Linked DNA regions of Mus musculus: region 2 is linked to region 1. A link is a contact called in public promoter capture Hi-C data. All regions are on one chromosome and are shown on one strand. Each heading gives the region's core, a stretch centred on a gene start, on an enhancer-like site or on the middle of the called end of the contact. The rest is flanking DNA. Distances are from core to core; before and after follow the strand shown.

What was found. Capture Hi-C pulls out chosen DNA fragments and counts their contacts.
Region 2: a contact with region 1 is called in a promoter capture Hi-C map of liver. The contact joins the promoter of Grin1 here to the promoter of Nsmf in region 1. A contact is called at or near these places in 4 of 39 promoter capture datasets (the SN4741 cell line, neural stem cells, pre-B cells and 1 more), 1 of 115 datasets of contacts at active chromatin or transcription factors (double positive thymocytes) and 2 of 9 other capture datasets (adipose tissue and liver).

Annotation. Positions count from the first base shown.
Region 1 is chr2:25,052,402-25,056,923 of GRCm38.p6, forward strand. Nsmf (NMDA receptor synaptonuclear signaling and neuronal migration factor) reads left to right here and starts at 1,978. Exons shown (of 16, transcript NM_001039386.1): 1 at 1,978-2,270; 2 at 2,597-2,658; 3 at 3,235-3,735. The coding sequence starts at 2,200. Pnpla7 (patatin-like phospholipase domain containing 7) reads left to right here. Exons shown (of 35, transcript NM_146251.4): 32 at 1-17; 33 at 152-236; 34 at 994-1,097; 35 at 1,270-1,671. The coding sequence ends at 1,392.
Region 2 is chr2:25,316,904-25,321,314 of GRCm38.p6, forward strand. Grin1 (glutamate receptor, ionotropic, NMDA1 (zeta 1)) reads right to left here and starts at 2,284. Exons shown (of 20, transcript NM_008169.3): 1 at 1,726-2,284. The coding sequence starts at 1,983.

The sequences.
Region 1 (4,522 bases), core at 728-3,227:
AGAGGAAGGACTGTGGGGTGAGAGGGCAGGAGGGTCAGGTTGGGCAGGGTAGGGGTCCTCTGTACCAGCAGCATCCCCTGCACCCACTCTGCCTGCCCTCGGGTGTGTAGCCTGAGACAGGTGATGTGCCATGCTTTCTGCCTTTCTCCAGGTGTTCACCTGCCCCAATTCCTCCTTCACGGACCTTGCTGAGATTGTGTCACGGATTGAGCCGGCCAAGGTGGCTGCAGTGGATGGTGAGTAGATGTCTGGAGAGTGGGACAGGAAAGAGGTGGTAGGACTCCACTACACTAGGCCCTCACTCTTGCCCTTGAAGAAGTCACCAACTCTTGAGCTCTACTGGCCAAGAAGCTCAGTACTGCTTCTCCATGTGTCAAGACCCAGAGCCCATCTGTCCAGTTCCCACCACATGGGATTGCCTCCTAGGCCACTCAGGCTTCCCCCTCATCACTCCATAGAGCATCCTAACCACACCACAGACCTTAAGGGGAACCTACTGGCAGAGGAGGCCTTAGGAGGCCCGAGGGCCACATCCAACAACATGGCTCTGATCTACAACCCTGCAATGGGGCCCCCCATCTTGCAACAGAGCAACATGTTCTGCAGAATTCCCTGCTGCATGTACCATCTTAAAGAAGAACTTGAAAGGTGCTCTGGAGTCTTCCCAGGGTGAGAGCCCCAACACTGAGCTGAGTTTGTGCTGGTCTCCTTACACAACTCTGACCCGGCCCCCATGTGTGGTTAGGGAGTAGGTGAGGAGGGTCATGTTTTTGTGAAAAACACACAGGACACATTGTGGCGTGAGATGAACAAAGGCGCCTGTGAAGTGTTGCTGGGTCTGGAGGTTCCTCTGGCAGCCCTGGCACTGGGCAGCTCTCTGGGAACTGTTACAGTGGGGCTGGGCATGGCCATGTTCTGCTTCCCTTTTAGCCTTGCTTGGCACAGCCACTGTCCTTGGAGAGAGGACCAATGGAGCCCTCTCTTCTGCTCTAGATGAGTCTGACTATCAGACCGAGTATGAGGAGGAACTGCCAGCCATCCCCAAGGAAACGTATGCTGACTTCCAGAGCACTGGGATTGAGCTAGACTCTGACTCGGTGAGGTGCTGAACCCTGCCTTGCCTGTGCCGGACTCTGAGGTCCCCAAACAGGGCCTGCCCCTGGTCCCTGACTCTGGGCTAGCTACTGGTTTTCCCACTCCAGGTGATACAGTCTGGGGTCGGGCAAGCCCCCACTTTGCATATCTTGACCATGTCTGATTTGCTTCCAGGAATATGAGCCTTCGATGTTGCAAGGACCCCCCAGCTTGACTTCCCCAGAACAGTCCCAGGACTCCTTCCCTTGGCTCCCTAATCAAGATGACCAGGGGCCAAGACTGGAACATCCTTCCTGACTGGATAAATAAATAAAACACCTGGGCCTCACCCTTAGACTGAGGCTGCACCCATTCCTTAGAGGCTACTTCAGTTGCCTGACAAGATCAAACTGGATGATATAGCCATCTGGCTTCTTCCAGAGACATGGGCTGTGTTATTGGAGTCGTGGGCCTCTTCACTTCCCCGGCACCCTTGTATCCCCACAGCAGTACTGAGGAGCACGGACGCCTCTGTGAGGCATGGGAAGGTGGGATTGTTGAACTAATAAACGTTAATCTGATTGTGTGGCTATTTTACTCTGGTGTAAAGGTTGCAGGGGCAAAGAGCTAAGTGGACCTGAGGTCGGGAAGGTCAGTGGGTGATCTCTTGTTCTTTCAGGACCCTTTTGCTTCCAGGCAGCAACTCTAGGCTGGGCTAGGATGCTCCGGGTCTGAAGGAAACTAGGGTTTCCCCCTAAATCAAGGGTTTCTTTGGGCATACACAGGCCCTGGCCTAAGTGGAAGGGCATCACTTTTATGCCCCCAAGAAGAAAGCCTCCGGGAGGAGCCGCCTTTTAGCCACGCCCTTATCTGTCATCATGGGGGTGGTGCCAACTCAGGCTCAGCGTCAGGAGGCGGAGCACCGCCCCCGGGTCCAGCCGCGCTCTCCTACAGTGGCTGGACGCGCTGGGCGCTGGGTGCGGCCATGCGGGGCCTGGGCCTAAGTCTGACCCTGACCCTGAGGCTGAGACCTAGCGCGACCTCAGGCGCCGTACGGCTCCCCCGGCAGAGGCGGCGGGCGCGAGGCGCGCTCTGAAATCCGGGGGATGCGCGGGCGCCGTGACCATGGGTGCCGCCGCCTCCAGGAGGAGGGCGCTGAGGAGCGAGGCCATGTCCTCGGTAGCGGCCAAAGTAAGGTGAGTGGGCCGGGCTGACCGGCTACTGCTGCCGGCTACCCTCTGTGGTATGTGCTGCTACCCCAATGCCCTGTGATCTTCCTGTTCCGGAGTGGGCATTGGGCCTTAAAACCTGACGCCCACAGGCTGGGCAGATTAGACAGAAAGTAGTAGGAGGTCTCTGACCAGGATGCCCTGGCACTCTGTGGTGGGTGGGAAGAGCCCACCTCTTCTCATGTTGATGTGGAAGGCCTGGGTGGGGGTAAGTATGGTAGGGAGGGTCTTGCCAGTATTGGAGGCTGGTAGCCAGCTTGTACTGACCCGTGTTCCCTCTGCTTACCATGCAGAGCAGCCCGAGCGTTTGGAGAGTACCTGTCCCAGAGTCACCCTGAGAACCGCAACGGTGCAGGTAGGCACACTGGAAACAAAAGGCTGTTCTGGGTGAGTCCTCTGCCCCAGGCCAAGGCCAGGACCAGGACCAGGGCCAGGGCCAGGGCCAGTGGAGTGTGAGCCAGCCCAGGTACCTTGCTGGCCTGTCTACCTCACATCCCTTGCCCTCCAGGGCCCAGAACCCTAGGAGGAGCTCCAGTCACCCATCTCCATGGCGCCCTCCCAGCCTGGGTTGTTGGCATGGCAACAGGCCTCTTGGCACCCCCAGGGCTGGCACCACTGTCTGGGGGCCAGCTGGTGGGGGGAGGGGAGGAATTGGCACCAGGCAAATGGGTGTATCTGCAGGCTCTTGGGGGGATATCGGCCTGTCTATTCTTAACTTCTGATGATTATGCACAGGTAGTGAGGCCTGCCTGCCGCCCCAATCCTCACTCTCACAAGGGCTTCAGGCCCAGATAAGCAGAGAAACAGGCCACCTGGTAGAGCCTTCTCTAGTAACCTCAGCCCCCTCATTAAGGTTGGGGCTTGTTGAGTGTGCCAGAGGACCGGGAGGGTAGACCATCAGGCTGAAGGTTCACCTGATGCCTTTCCCTAGACCACCTGCTGGCTGACGCCTACTCTGGCCACGACGGGTCCCCAGAGATGCAACCTGCACCCCAGAACAAGCGCCGCCTCTCCCTCGTCTCCAATGGCCGATATGAGGGCAGCATCTCAGATGAGGCAGTCAGCGGGAAGCCGGCTATAGAGGGCCCCCAGCCCCACGTGTACACCATCTCTAGAGAGCCCGCCCTGCTACCTGGCTCTGAAGCTGAAGCCATTGAGCTAGCAGTGGTAAAAGGGAGGAGACAGCGGGAACGGCACCCTCACCACCACAGCCAGCCCCTGCGTGCCAGCCCAGGCAGCAGCCGGGAGGACATCAGCAGGCCCTGCCAAAGCTGGGCAGGAAGCCGCCAGGGCTCCAAAGAGTGCCCAGGATGTGCCCAGCTGGTCCCTGGTCCCTCTTCTCGGGCCTTTGGGCTGGAGCAGCCACCTCTACCTGAGGCTCCTGGCCGCCACAAGAAGCTGGAAAGGATGTATAGCGTTGATGGAGTGTCTGGTGAGGGCCTTATCTTTGGGCCTGGGCAGATACCTGCTGGCCTCTAGCAGCAGCAGCCAACACTGCAAAGCTGGGTACCCTGGTGTGATAGCAGTCAGGATGAAGTCCCTTCCATCTGAGCTCACCTCCTCGCCCAAATCCTGTGAACTGTGGACAAACCAACCTACCACAGTTTATCAAGGATACTTCCTGGAGGAGAGGGCCTGGGAGGACCTTGAAGACATAGATCAGGCCATCTTCAGAAGCTACAAGGGAGGGAAGTTTTTTGGGCCCTGAGGTTATTGATGCTGAGCTGGAAGGGAGGGCTGGGATGCCCTGAGGCATGCTGTACTTAGGGACTATCCTTCCCCCGTGCACCATGCCTGGGCTGCAGAGAGTAGCTCTAGGGGACCCCAGGAAATGAACAACTCATCAAGGTGGGCTGCACCCTAAGGACCTCTCACCCCTCTGGTAGGGATGAAAGGAGGGAAATGTCTGGCCAGCTGGCAGCTAAGAAGGGCTACCTTATGTCCAAGGGGGACAAAATATGACAGTGCAGAGACACCTCTGAGAATGTTCCTCACACTGAACCACTAGAGAGAACGTTAAACAGAGACCACCTCAAGCCAAGCGATAGAAAGATAGCTCAGAGACTAAGAACACTCACTACTAGTGCAAGAGGACCCAGTTTTGGTTCTTAGCAACCACATTAAGCAGCTTACAACCACCTCTCTCCTCCTCCATACCCCCTTCTCTAAATAAATAAATAAATAAATAAATAAATAAATAAATAAATAAATAAATAAAA
Region 2 (4,411 bases), core at 1,034-3,533, 260 kb after region 1:
GACAGAGTCAGCTCTGTGGCGTAGGAGGAACACTGTATTAGGATTTGAGATCCCAAGTAGCCAGAGCTGGAGCCGCCCGCCAGGGGCCCAGGTGATGCCATTTGTGCTCAAAGTCCCACACATCTAAGACACAAGAGAATAAGCCACCTATTGTAGAGAAGGGGCAGCACTGAGCAAGATCTAGGGATGTAGACCACACACACACACCCCACACACACCACACCACACAAACAACACACACACAACACACATATATACACACAACACACATGCACCATGCCACACACATACACAACACAACACACACACAACACAACACACAAACACAAACACACATATACACACACAACACACATGCACCATGCCACACACATACACACCACACACGCACAACACAACACAACATACAAACACACACACAACTCACATGCACCATGCCACACACATACACACCACACACACACCACACCACACAAACACACACGCACCATGACACACACACACACACACCACACAAACACACACACACCACACACACAAGACACCACACAACACACACTACAACACACACACACACACAACATGCCACACACACATACACACCACACATACCACACACATACACCACACCACACACACACACACACACACAGAGGCACATGCAGTTGGTAGATCCTCTCTTCTGACCAGGGCTCACCGCTTGTAAAGTGAGGCAGGGTGGGAATGGGGACACAAAACTCTGGCATGGCCTCTACACTCTGCAATGTGAGGACTGCTTCTCACTGCCCTCACCATGATCCCCAGCCTGCACACTTTAGGTCACATTGTATGTAGGTATGCATGTGTATGAAGGTATGTAGGTATTCTTGAGCAAGGGCTGGAGCATGTTTGCACTATACACACCAGTGTGTCTATCTTGATATAGGACTCTCATGATGGAAGCAGTGTTGCTATGTGCACTGACCATATCAAGCAGGGTGTCCATGGATATACAGATGTGTGTGAGTGAGCATGTGCAGTTGACTGTGTTATTTTGAGACGTAGTGTGTGCTAGTGCCATGTGCATGAACATGTGTGTGAGCAGATATGTTCATGGATGTAGATGTCCTTTGAAAAGCAAGTATTAATAGACTTGGCACAGTCTCTGTTCCTGTCCTCATTTTACATAAGATGGTGCATTGCAGTGACTCTCATGGCTTCATTGGAATTCAGCAGCCAGTTCAGCTAGGGGAGGACAGCTTCACCAGCAACATGTCCTCCCCTGCAGCACACTGCACTCAGCTCCCACTCTGTGCCTTGGTGTCTCTGGCATGCGCAGTCCTCACTCCAACCCCTGCAGAGCCTGTTTGCTCTGGCACCTGGACCATCCTATGCAGACCCATGAATGGGGGAAGGGAAGAGAGGTAAGGAAAGAAACAAAGATAGCCCCAGGCCTCATCCAGCCAGTTCCCTGAAGTGCTCCTCCATCTTGTGCTCAAAATGTCTAGAACCACACTGACTAGATGGAACAGATCACCAATGATAGTCACATGACAGCACACATGGTCCTCTGAGGACCAGTCCAGGGGGAACCAGCAGACACAGACATTTGTCCCAGGCCTTTCCAGGGACCAGTTGGCTTGGGGTGGTCTGGTAAGGAGACTGAGAAGGACCAGGGAAGGATCGAATGAAACTGGGGCAGTGGAGGATGGTGGAGGAGCAGGGGAGAGAGGAAGTAGTGGTCACCTGGCTAGAGATGAGGTCCTCACACACTGACAGGGCCATCTGTATGGCGTTGGGCTTGTGGGTGACAGAAGTGGCGTTGAGCTGTATCTTCCAAGAGCCGTGTCGCTTATTGGCCTGGTTTACTGCCTCGCGGAACATCTGCTCGTGCTTGCGCGTGCTCAGCACCGCGCCGATGTTGACAATCTTGGGGTCGCAGGCAGCGCGGGCGAAGGAGCAGGAGAAAAGCAGGGCGAATGTCAGCAGGTGCATGGTGCTCATGAGCCTCGGGCACAGCGGGCCTGGTTCTGGGTTGCGCGAGCGCGACCACCTCGCGATGTACGGACCCCCGGGCCCCCGCGCGGTCAAGCACCCGCGGATTCTTCAGGAGCCCAGGGCGAGCGCGGCGGGTGCTGTCCGAGGTGCTGAAGCGTATTGGGCGCTGCTCGAACACCCGCGCGGAAAAGGCGAAAAAGACAGCTGCCTGGACTGTGCGACTGGTCCCGATGCTGCGGCGACTGCAGCAGCTGCGGAGTCGTGAGCGGGACCTACGCGTTCTACCCCTCCCACCGCCCCCGCTTCCTGACGCGGAGTCGAGCGCGCGCCTCCTGACGCGCGCCTGCGTTGGCGTAAATGCTTGGAGCGCGCGAGTGAGACGCGCCCACGTGGGCATGTGCACGCGCGTTAGCATACAGAGAACCAGGGACAGTCATCCGTGTGGTCCCGACTTGCGATAGCTGAGCCGGGTTTCTTATCACCACGTGCACCTGCACTCTTAAGTGTATTTAAACAGGAGGGAATGCATTGTGAATGCTTGAGTGTGCGCGCTCAAGTAGAAGTTCTTACCTACAGTTTGTAATATTTTGGGACTTGATTCTTCCAAGGTCAGGAAGAGGCCCTGTCCCTCTATACCGCTGGGGGAAGGATATTGGTGATTTCCTTCTGATAGGGCTCAGTATTATAGGAGAGAGTTGGATACACTCTAGAGGGTGAGATAGGATTGCTAGAGTTCAAGGCCAGCCTGGGCTACATAGTGAGTAACAGGATCTGTCTATAAATAAATAAAACCAAATTGGAGGGAGGGGAACACCACACCTTGGATCCGTGACTTAGACTCCCTTCTGGAGGTTAAGAATAGGTGTGACGGCCGGGCGGAGGTGGTGCACGACTTTAATCCCAGCACTCTGAAGGCAGAGGCAGGCAGATTTCTGAGTTCGAGGCCAGCCTGGTCTACAAAGTGAGTTCCAGGACAGCCAGGGCTATACAGAGAAACCCTGTCTCGGGGGGGGGGGGGGGGAAGGAAAGGAAAGAAAAGAAAAGAAAGAAAATTTAAAAAGAAGAAAAAGAAAAAATAGGTGTGACATTGGCTCCTCTACTATAGAGTGGTACCTTCTAGGAGACCTGAAGGAGACCAAGGACAGAGGAAGCTGTTTATAGCAGCTAAAGCAAGGTTAGACATCAGGCAGCACTGTCTGAATTAGATTATTTTGTATTCCCTGCTTCCTCTCTTTGGCTGTTCACCAGTGTGAACTGCATCTTGCTCCCAGCAGTCATTTCCCAGAGCTCTCCTTGTTTCTCAGTCTGGCAATCCTAATTCTTTGTCCCCCTCCTGCCATGTAAAGTACAGCCTTTCCCAAATTAAAAAAAAAAAAAAAACTGCTGAAGCTCCACCCCTGCCAGTGACATCAGTATTTCCAATAGCAACCAGGATTTTGCAGGCTCCCCTGTAAATGCTTCCTAGGGGATAAAGGAGGAGGTCGTCACACCTATGTGCTGAGCAGTGCAGGGGAGAATCCTGGACCCACACGTTCACACTCCTGAGTCCTCTTGTTAAAGCTGTCTTCCAGAGCAGAGGACAGGCAGGCCTGTGGCACTGTCTAAGACCCCTGTCTTGGCTCCCTTTCTTTTCTCTGCTGCCCGGAGGTTCCATGTCTGCACACTCTCTGTTCTGGCATTAAAGAACACAGAGGAAAGAGCTCAGCCTCATGGCCTCGAGGCTCTAACAGCTTTCAGGAGTCCCGGAGCTGGCACCATCTGCACACATGTTGGGGCCATCTCCAGACATCTGTGGTTTCTGACAAGTCAGGGCCTGAAGGCTGTATAGGGGTGGGCCTGGGCTCTGTCACTTCATGATAGGGCAGGAACCACCCATCCACCCCATGAACCAAAGACTGTTCCTTCTGACATGTTAGATCTTTTTGCTGAATATTCAATGATCAGTAGGTAGTTGTTCCCACGTAGGAATCTGAAATTGACCATGGTAGAGCTACTTATTTATACCAGGGAAGATTTGTCACGCAACAGAGTTTCCCTTCCTGAGAGCCCATTTGCCAGCAATTCTTGGGCTCTTCTTGGGCTGTGGGTCCTCAATCTTTTGGTCTAAACTCCTTGGAAAGGGCTCAATAGTGAGGGCAGGGAGAAGGCACAGCCTCTTCGACCCACCATCTCTTTTGACTCTGTTCCCTCTTATTCCTCAGGGGCTTGGTTGGATACAGTCATACAAGCCACCAATCGTGTTTCTGCCTGCTGCAGTAACAGACTGACTGACAAACTGTCTTGGGTTGAGACCTCACGGGGTCCTGGGGAGGCAAAGGCTGTGAACATGACCAAAGATGCTCAGAATTGTTCTGTGGTGGAACCCCTGGATGGGATCTGCCCCCAGGCTAGTATAGGAAACTCTGTTGTGTAAAGAGCATCAACAAAGGAGACT